Regions from separate parts of the Hordeum vulgare genome. Here region 2 is linked to region 1. The links are chromatin contacts, called in public Hi-C maps. All regions are on one chromosome and are shown on one strand. Each heading gives the region's core, a stretch centred on a gene start, on an enhancer-like site or on the middle of the called end of the contact. The rest is flanking DNA. Distances are from core to core; before and after follow the strand shown. Region 1 holds the start of LOC123404483 (mitochondrial import inner membrane translocase subunit Tim9-like). Region 2 holds the start of LOC123443788 (outer envelope pore protein 16, chloroplastic-like).

Region 1 (5,312 bases), core at 1-2,500:
AGAAATCGAATCTAGACAAGCTTCAAATCAACATCATGGATCATTGTTGATTTGATCTTATACCAGACTATGGTATGCAGTTAATGAACCATGAATTGGCACCAAGAATTCAGGTTTTACATCAAACATCCTGAATTCTGGATTGACACATGGAACCAACAGATTCCAACCAGACAATGAAATGCATGGCATTCAGTGAAAGTTTGCAATGATACTGTCCTGGATACTGTCCATCAGAGTAATGTTGAGTTGTTGACAAATTGTTGTAAACGATCTATTTATCATGTGACATGGAGATTCATGATTGGCATATGACGGCAAAAGATGCAGTCAACTTTTGAAGAGGAAATTGAATCTAGACAAGCTTCAATTCAACATCACGGATCACTGTTGATTTGACCTTATGCCAGGCTATGAGACAAAATAAAAGGGGGAAATCCTAAACTTGATGCAGTGAATAAAGCATGAAATGGCTCCAAGAATTCAGGTTTTCATCAATGCACATTCTGAATTCTGAACTGACACATGGAAGCAACCGATTCCAGCCATACAAGGAAATGCATAACATTCAGTGAAAGATTCAGTGAAGCATTAATTAAGTTTGTAAAGCAAGGAAACCATCGAGGGGGGACTGCATCCACCCAAGTTCCGAATCCGTGGTGTGGTCCGATACAGCGGCAATCAATCGAAGCGCATCAGAAATTCAGAATCCGTGGCTCGTTCTACTCTGTCACTACTGGTGTTTCTTCAGGCATCACAAGCGCTACATCATCGGAACTCAGACTGCAGAAGACTAACCAGAGCAGGCAAAAAATCGGAGCACAGGGTCGCACGAATCAGCCGTCCTCGTCGTCGGCGGCGGCGGCGGAGGGGTCGGCGAGCTTGTTGAAGCGGGCGGCGGAGGCGTTGGTGGCGAGCGTGTACTTGCGGACGCAGGCGCGGACGCAGTCCCCCTCGCGCTTGCCCAGCGTCTTGCGGTAGAAGGTGGTGACGCAGTCGGAGAAGCACCGGTGCGAGAGCCAGGTGTACAGCCGGACCCTGCAAGACGCCATCTTTTAGACGAGCTAATCGAGAGAGGCGGGAGGGAGGGGCGGAGCGCGTACGAGTCTCGGGCCTGGAGTCTGTCGGCGATGGCGGCCAGGCGGGCCCGGTCCTCCTCCTCCTCGCTGCCTCCGCCTCCGGCGGCGGCGGCGGCGGCGGCGCCGGTGGTGTCCATGATTCAGCTTTTTCTTGGGGGAGAAGTGGGGGAAGAGTGGGGCGGAGGCGGCCGCCCAGCCGAGGAAGAGAGATGAAGGAAATGGGTGCCCCAGTTACGGCCCATGGGCCGTGATGCAACCAGGTATGTAAAAGGCCCATCAAGTCGAGAGGCGATGTCACCTCCTCCTTCCTCTTCCCTCGGAAAAAAAAGCCTCCTCCTCCTTCCTCCAGGGTGTATGTTTGGTTTCCTCTAGGGGCGTGTTTGGCTTGGGAACAAAGTGAAACGGAATGTCATGGTTTTATTCTAGCGAAATGGGTCGGCTATGTCTTTGTGTTTGGTAGGAGCAATTGTGAGGAATGGAATGATTATACTCTAGTGTTTGGTTCGAGAGATGCAATGGAATGAAATTGTTTATCTATCTTGATTGCACCGAATTCATACCGAATAAGATTTTGATAGAAAACTAAAGGGTCAATTACATCACAGGTGTCTGAACTTGATAAGGAAAATCAGTTTGGCGCTAAAACTTGCGGCATATATTGAACCGGCGATAAAACTTGGCATGGACGTGTATCTACGATGCTAATCATGTTTTGTACACGTATAACATGTTGACAAGGCGCATCAGCATGGGGTGGGACCCAATGTCAGTGACTTGAAGGCGAGGACGGGCATGTCGCCTGATTTTTTGTGAAAATACCATAATATTTTATTTTTCTCACAAAAACCTTCTCATTTTTTCCTTTAAAATAAATCTACAATTGACTATGACAACTGGGCCCCACCTGCCAGGACACAATGCAACAAAGAGAAATGAGAAGAAAAAATTAAGCATTGCCCAAGTTCAAACACACGACCTTCAATGCCAACTCGGAGGCTGGCCATCACACCACATATCACTTACTGTATAAATGTGATTTCTATTCGTAATGACATATAAACAAACATGCATGTAGGCCTTAAATGACCTATATTATAAAAAATATAAGAAAATATTTAAGATAATGTTCACATAATTATAAAACTATATTCTTATTTTTAAAAATGTTAATATAATTCAAAAAATTATTATAATTTCAAACGATTTTCATGTAATTTTAAAAATATTTTTATATAAAATAATGTTCATATAATTCTAAAAATGGTTCTTATTTAAAAGAACATCAATCTCATCCTAAAAAATATTAAAATACGTTTTAGAAATTTTTATGTTGTTAAAATAATATTTATGAATTATAATATTTTTTGGATATTATAATAAAAATCATGCATTATTAATGTATTCAGGAAATTTTTCATGTATTTTTAGGCTGTATTTATGCATTAAGAAAAATATTTATGTACTTACACTACGAGGAATATTATTACTTAAAATACTGTTAATATAATTCTAAAATATATATAAGTACTATTTAAAAACAATTATGTAATTTAATAGTAATATGAATTATAATGGTATATATGAATTAAAAACACGATCATGTTAAATATGAGCTGCGGCCATTGGAGTCCATTTAAGGCCCATCGCGGTCCTTAGGGTGTTTTTCGCAAAACCCAGATCGCACGTCCATCCCCGCTTTTCCTGTCACCGAAATTGGGTCTCATACCATGTCAGCGCGCCTTGTCAGCACATTATATGTATATAAAACATGTTGAGCAACGTAGATGCATGTCAAAACCAAGTTCTGTCATCGGTTCAATGTATGTTGCAAGTTTTAACATCAAACTGATTTTTCTTGCTAAGTTCAAACACTTATGATGTAATTGGCTCAAAACTAGACTATACATATACTCCCTTTATCCTAAAATAAGTGTCTGAACTTTGTACTAGATTTAGTATAAAGTTACATTAAGGTTGAGATATTTATTTTAGAGCAAAGAGAGTACTAAATACTTAATTACATTGATTTAGAGAATGGTACATTGCAGAGGTACCCAACAAAAATGGAATATGTGTCAACAGAAAACAAACTAAAAGTTCAGGTAGGCACAACTCATCGTTCTACCAACATCACGGGATTGGAAAATCAATGGACGGCCAACATGACGAGTGATCAGAGGTTCGATCGTACTAACACGGGAGATTGTTGTTGGTTGCTGCCGCTAAGGGCATGTACAATGATACTATCTTAAAAATGCCACATAGGATAAATGATGAGTTAGAGGAGAGAGAACTAAAAAAAAAAGGCTTTGCCTTCTCTTATTTAAGAGAAGATAAAAGGTGATCTGTTAGCATAATATGTCTCATCATATTTTTAGGAATAATTAATTATAGAAGATAAGGATAAGAGATGATCCATTGTATACTTTTTTTTTCATCATCTCTAAATTACATGCAAGATTTAAGATAAAATTATCTTATCAACCATTTTACATGCCCTAATTATGGTTGTTTCCGGCGCCGCTTATTCGTTGTGCATGTACGCTGAGGTTGCGACATAGGTGCATACTGCATGTGCATGTCAATGCCCAGCCAGTCACCGGCCAACACGCTGTCGCACCAAGAAAAATGAGGGAAACCAGAAGAACATGCGGGGCAAGCTTGCGACAACCGACGATGGGCACCTCAGGTGCGCCCGGCTTCCATGACCAGCTGGACAAGATGAGTGAGAGGCCGCAATGCTTAGTGGGGCTGGTGGTGGTGGCGCGCACGAGATCAGTGAGGGAATGGCGACGAGAGGGGAAGACGCATCGTCGACGGTGTCACAGATAAGACGGGAACAGAGATGAGGGGTGACGAAGGATCGAGGGGAGAGACGAGGAAGAGGATGATAGTCGAAAGAGAGAGAGGCAATCAGCGTGATCCGCTTCTTTTCGAGGAACTCATCCATTCGTGATAAAAAGAAATATAGCTAACCAAATGCAAGAATGGCCTCTCGGAACGGGTCCGACCCATTATAGTCAATCACGCATAACATTCTAAAAACAATGTATGTAACATTTAGAAAATATGTATAGATTTTTATAATATTTGTGTAGTTCTAACAAAGGTCTGTCGTGTTTAATTAAATACTCTAGGGACGCAGCTACTAGCAGGAATCACTAGGGTGACACATAGCTTGAATCCTAGCAGGAATCACTAGGGTGACACATAGCTGTCGCGAATTGGATTCTCACAAATAAAAACTGTCGCGGATTGAAGTGGTTAGACCATCTTCAATAGCTTATCTATATGAACATTTACATTTGTTTTCCACGACGTGAGCCTAAAACAGACGTCCAATAGTTTGTCTATATCGTCATTCAAACATGCACATCCTATAAAACAACCTTGACAATGTCCACGGGTGGAAAATGTGAAGGCGTCGTCTAAACTCAACTACAACCACGATTTTTTCCTTTCCCAGCAGCGGCCCATCGGTCATGGTCCATGTATATAGACGTTATTAATAGTAGAAAAAGGGTCTTTCGGTCGAAAGACCATTAGTCCCGGTTCAAACAAAAACCGAGACCAATGTCAGGCATTGGTCCCGGTTCGGTTCACCTCATTAGTCCCGATTCGGGCAACACACGGGACTAAAGATCCAGCGGCTGCCACGTGGAGTGCCGCGGAGCACTAGTCCCGGTTTGTGGCACGAACCGGGACTAAATGATAGACTATTAGTCCCGGTTTTAGACAAAAACCAGGACTAAAGTGCTTCCTATATATACCGTCGACCCTGTCCATCCTCTTCTCTGTTTTTTGGCTGTTGAAGTGTGCCCTTGCCACTCTAGTTCATGCACATGACGTGTTTGATGAAATGACTGAGCCACACTACTTAAGCTTTCTCCTCTCCAAACTCGACCTCCAAACTCCATTTTCCTCAATACTTGTCTAGGTTTGACCGTGCACCAACTACACAAGTGTTTTAAAAGGTTAGCTACTTCATCCTTTCATCCGTCACTGCTAGTTTAGCTCATTTCAAATGCTCAAATTAACTTCTTAGAGTCTGCACATGTGTAGGGTGACGTCCCGTGCCCATCCTCACCGTTGTCGATCGACCCGCACCGATCTCGTCGGGAGCACCACCGTGGTGAACCTCTTTTTCTTATCTTCTTTTTAAAAGAAAACACAATCTTACTTATATGATTTAGATACATACTTGTATAAATTACTTACTTTCATTTTTTTTTG
Region 2 (5,425 bases), core at 872-3,371, 340 kb after region 1:
ACAATTTACATTAAAATGTTCGTGGTTCAAAAAACGTTCCGCCTTTCAAAATGTGTTCATATTTTCAAAAAATGTTCGGGTTTCAAATAATGTTCTCCTATTCAAAAAACTGCACGATTTTCTAAAAAATGTTCCATTTTCATAAATTGGTCACAGTTTTCAAAAAATGTTCTTGTGTTCACACTTTATAAAAAAAATGTTCCTGTTTTCTGAAAAAAGTTTCTCTTTTTCAAGATTTGTTCAAAAATTGAAAACTTGTTCAAATTTTGTTCTCCGATTCTAAAGATATTCATGATTTTAAAATGGTCGGGAACTTTAAAAAATGTTTGCCGTTTCAGAAAATGTACGTAAGTTCAAAAACTGTTCTTGTTTTAGAAAGTGAGCATAAGTTAAAAAATGTTCCCGTTTGAAAAACTGCTCACAAAAAGAGTATCAGAATTTGGAAAAATGTAGCTGTTTTCAAACAAAAATCATAGTTTCAAGTATTGTTCACATATTCAAATAATGTTTGTATTTTTAAAAATTCTTCAGAAACTAAAAAAAAATCCATTTATAAATTTTGTTCGTAAATACAAAAGCTGTTTAAGTTTCAGAAATTCAAAAAACATCAAATCAGTAACCTTTTAGAGAAGGGTATTAGCTTCGCGCGCCATTTCAAATGAATAAAGGTCATTAGTTCAGTTTGCTAGGCGCTTGCGTAAGGAGCATGAGCTCTCTTCTTCGATACCTCCCTCACGCACTAGCTCCCCTGGTTTTGCTTCTCCCGCGGTTACTCATGTTGGTAGGGACATTAATGCTCCGGCCCATGAGCGTGCTTGCTTTTCCTTTTCAATTGAGCGCCCTGAAAGCTGGCTTGACCCAGATTTTCTTTTGACCGTCCTACGGGCAGATTGCAACCATATGATACTTCCTCCATTCCTAGATATAAGAACATCCACAGCCGCGTCCCCAATAGGCTCCTTCAAAATTTCCTTTTTGCCGCCGGCGCTAAAAAATGGCCCAGTCACGTTTTCAAGACCCTGTTTTTCGTCGGTGATGGTTGAAATTGGCCTCGGCGGTCCCAGGACAAACCTAGCGCGTTGGGGGCGCCTGGGGAAACGTTTTTGGCGCAAAACGGGTGTGTGGACCCGTCGAGTCGGCGGTTAGGCACGTTCGTCGTCCTCTAGCCTCGTTTTTAGCGGGAATCAATGCGAAGGTTGCGTTGTCGGTAAACCTTCCATTGATTCTTCACGGGCGGCGCAGCGAAGGCGTGGCGACGCACGTCCCATCCACTCCCGTCACGCGTTCACATGATGTCGTCCCGCGTGCCGCCCGCCCGCAGCTATATAAAGTCGCCGCTCCCCTTGTCGGTGGCCACACACCTCTCTCGCCAGACTCTCGTCGCTGACACCCTCTCCTCTTTTCGCCCCTTTCGTCACCTTCGCCTTCTCTCCCTCTCTCCAATTGCCGAGCGCTACCCCGATGACGGGGCGACGGCCAACGGCTTCGACCGCCGCCACCTGCACGAGTCTGAGGCCCGCCTCCTTTATGAAGCGGACTACCTAGCAACGCCGAACATGCGGGTGTCGGGCTCGTGGAGGGGTGAGCGTCGGCGGAGTCTTGGTGCCACCGCCTTCTGAAGCTGACCGACGTGCGGAGATCACACGCATCCGGCCATCGCTGCCGGAGAGCTCGCGGAAGTTGTCGAGGTACGCCCCGGCAACAACACGTTGTGGACGGCATCGGGCCAAAGAACCCAGGCTCGAGCCCGGCCCGGGCGTCGGGCCCAGAAAAAAAAAGGCCAAGCCAACCCATCAGCGTAAAAGCTCGCCGTGCCTGGGTCCTCGGGCAGGGCCTATTCGCTAAATCGTTAATACGGCGGGCCCGGGCCCAGACCGGCCTTTGGGCTTAAAATCTTCGGGCCGGGCCGGGTATTCCAAAAGGAAAATGTGGTACCAGCACTTCGGGCCGGGGAGCAAGTCGGCAGGGCGCGTCCACCGGCGGATCCCACGCCACGGGGGACCAGACTCCGGGAGCGACGCTTTTGTTTCCGCCCGCCCGCCGACGCGTGGCCATGGCGCGAGCCCCCCCACCCCAACGGAGTAGGATCGAGGGCCGTCCCGTCCCGTGGCCTCACAGCCACTGCCTCCCCTCTCTGCCTCGCCCTATACATAGTATCCAGCTCCAGTACACATCTCACTGTATCCTACTCAACTGCTCCATCTTCTTCTTCTTCTTCTTCTTCCTCCTGCTCTGCATCTCTCTCTTTCTCTCTGCGTGCCGGGTGCCAGACGAGAGGAAGGGAGGATGCCTACCGCGGGGCTGGCGGCCGGGTCGAACAAGGTGGACGTGGCCATCGACCTCGGCAACCCGCTGCTCAACCGCACCGTCGACGGCTTCCTCAAGATCGGCGCCGTACGCCCCCCCATCCTCCTCCTCTTCTTTGATATCTTGCAATGTGTCTGATCCGGTCTGCCATTGGCAACACTGTGCGCAGGTCGGCGCCTGCAGGGTGGTCGCCGAGGACGCCTTCGACTGCCTCCACAGAGGTAACAACTAACTAACAAACGCATGCCCTTCTCTCCCGCTGCACGGATGCGAAGGGGGTCAGGGCCTTCTTTTCATCTTCAGAGAAAACCGTAGAAAATACCCGCGCGAATCTCTGGGTGAAACCATTGACATAGAACCTAGACGTGAAATAGTTAGGGCGCATCTAGATGTGCTTCAGCAAAACCGTTCTTTCCTGTAAACAGATAAAAAAAGGGGCTTTTTTTCTTTTCTCGATGAAGGTTCACATGTATTGCTCGCCAAGAAGCAGAGTAGCTCAGGTTCTGAACGTGCCATGTTTCAGTTAACAATTAGCCAGATGCACTTGTCTATCAAGTACCAGCAGCTAGCTATGCCTCATGAAAAAGCAATCTTTGCAGAGTAATAGCTTAGGTTCAGAACCGCCCAGGCTCTCGGTCAGATACCGGCCAGATGCTGCCTGTTGTTATTATCCATTGTTGCAGACCAATATTTTTCACTCGTGTATGGTAGGACATACACCATTTTTTGTTGGTGCCGTGCAGACAAACGTGACATCGCATTTATCCTCCTTTCTTTGCAGGGGATATCTCGAAGCGCCAGCTTGAAGAGACGGTATATCAGTTTCCGCGGTGTTTTGTTTTCTCTTACCTAGTTTCGTAGGCACCCGTGGCTTGATGCCATCGCTGTTGTGTGATTAGAGAGCATTATGTTGTACCATTTGCCCTGAGTTCTGCTACGATCTGAGTGTCCAACAACTAGATGTTCCACTCGTTGTTCAGGAAATCATTAAATTGTAACTGCTCGGTCGGGTGGCGAGTAGTGGATTAATAGGTGAATTGGCCGATCAATCAGTTAATTCGCTGCTCGGTGACCCTTTGAGCAGGGATTACTTGGCTACTTAACTAAGTAATCAGCCAATTTTCCAAACATCTGTTCCACTAGTTGTGTACTGATAGGCAGATGATATATTCTACGCTGGAACTGACTAAATGTTCAGTACTTCAGGCTATTTCAGTAGCAGTGCCTAGTTTTAGCATACCCTCGTAGGATGATATTTAAGTTTTTTTTAGCAAAGGATACTGTTTAAATGGAGGAAAGAGAGCTTAACTGAAAGTTTAAGCCCCTGCACCACTGTTCTTTTTTATAACCGCTCTCTACTTGTGGATTAGTGAAAATTCTGTGGCCTTATTTCTGCACCCGCGTTAAGGTTCAGGCAACTATATATCATTTGTAGTCCACTGATGTGATATTCTGGTTTTTTATGCAGCTGAAGAAAATGTGCAAGGAGGGTGCATATTGGGGTAACTAAGTAGAAGAACATTTATCTATTGTCTTATTTGGCTCAAAAAATGTGTTAACATAAATCATTCATCCATTCTTCTAGTTTCCGCTGACAGATTCAGATGTTTTTTCGACTAATCCGCAGGTGCTGTTGCTGGGGTGTATGTAGGCATGGAGTATGGAGTGGAAAGGGTCCGTGGTGACCGTGACTGGGTAATGATTCTCTGAAAATGGATGTTTCATGTTTCTTGCACTTAACTGAACCTTATGTGGAGGAAAAAAATCTACCTGCATGACTGACTGCCTCCCCGTCGCAAACAAATATTATCTGCCTACTTGACAATCCACATCTTTCTTTTGTTGAGTAAGATCTTTAGCCAATTACTTAATTAGTGTAAGAGAAGATTCAGTCAGATCCATGGCATCTCATAAATCATGATGATAATTTTAACTTGTCTCCACACCCTGTCCTAAGATTATGCAGGTCTAATGATGTGCTAGCACGTTAGAAATCTTCTTACCCATCAAAATACTATTTGCATTCATAATCAATATTACTGTTGCATGTTTTGTGTCAGTCTTAGATTGTTTATTAATCCCTCTCTTTTTCCGATATTCCTGTAGAAAAATGCGTTGATAGGAGGCATTGCAACTGGTGCCCTGGTCTCTGCTGCGAGCAACAACAAAGGGAACAAGATCGCCCAGGACGCCATCACCGGAGGTGCCATCGCGACCGCCGTCGAGTTCATCAACTACCTCACCTAGCTGTGAGGCCATATCCGCGGCGATGTTTTTATCGGACAAGACTGAATAAGAACTTCTTGACTGAAGCCATCCACCCTGTGTGTTAATAATTGGAGCTGTTTCCTCCAATGTTTTTCCATTTTTTGTTGCCGGCGTTCTCATGTCCATGTACTTAACAATTTATTTTACTGCGTGGTTTGAATCCTTCAGTTGTGATATGCTGTGTGCTGGCCTAGTTTGGTAGCATAGTTTATTCAAAGCTCTAGTAGAGATCACACATATGCCCCCACTAACCGCATCATGGCTCGGTCACTGCCCTCACTGGTATTGAAACTAAATGATACTCCCTCCGTCCCAAAATAACTTTCTCAAGCTTAGTACAATTTTGTACTAGAGCTAGTATAAAGTTGAGACACTTATTTTGAGACGGAGGGAGTAAATGGCAATGTTAAATTTTGCTTCTTTTGTACTCCCTTCATACGAGATTACTTGCCGCTCGAACGGGTGTCTAGCAATTCCGGACATAGGGAGTAATTTTTTTTTTAAATGGTTATATCCTCGTTAACGTAGATATTATGAATTCCCCGCAACTAAATGATAAATGACAATGCTAAATTTTGCAACTTATCCTGTTACGAGGTCAAAGTATAGACATTCGACCTTTGTTTTGTACTTTCTTCATTTTTATTTACTTCGTATATTTGCTTTGACCTAAGTCAAACCTTATAAAGTTTGACCAAGATTATAGAAAATAATCTGAACTTTCACAATAACAAATATATATGAGGTGAAAATAGATTCAACAGTATTAATTTGGATCGTGGATGTTAATATTTTTGTGTGTAAACTTGGTCAAAGTTTACGAAGTTTGACTTGAGACAAAGCTTGTGCC

The links. Hi-C and Micro-C count contacts between places; a contact is called where the count stands out from the background.
Region 2: a contact with region 1 is called in a Hi-C map of seedling, with 7 times the contacts expected there. The contact joins the promoter of LOC123443788 here to the promoter of LOC123404483 in region 1. A contact is called at or near these places in 2 of 6 Hi-C or Micro-C datasets (leaf and seedling).

Annotation. Positions count from the first base shown.
Region 1 is chr1H:11,128,756-11,134,067 of MorexV3_pseudomolecules_assembly, forward strand. LOC123404483 (mitochondrial import inner membrane translocase subunit Tim9-like) reads right to left here and starts at 1,251. Exons shown (of 2, transcript XM_045098420.1): 1 at 1,104-1,251; 2 at 568-1,038. The coding sequence starts at 1,216. The coding sequence ends at 837.
Region 2 is chr1H:11,466,384-11,471,808 of MorexV3_pseudomolecules_assembly, forward strand. It overlaps LOC123443788 (outer envelope pore protein 16, chloroplastic-like), which reads left to right and starts at 2,122. Exons shown (of 6, transcript XM_045120347.1): 1 at 2,122-2,394; 2 at 2,477-2,528; 3 at 3,089-3,120; 4 at 3,776-3,809; 5 at 3,935-4,002; 6 at 4,414-4,749. The coding sequence starts at 2,287. The coding sequence ends at 4,554.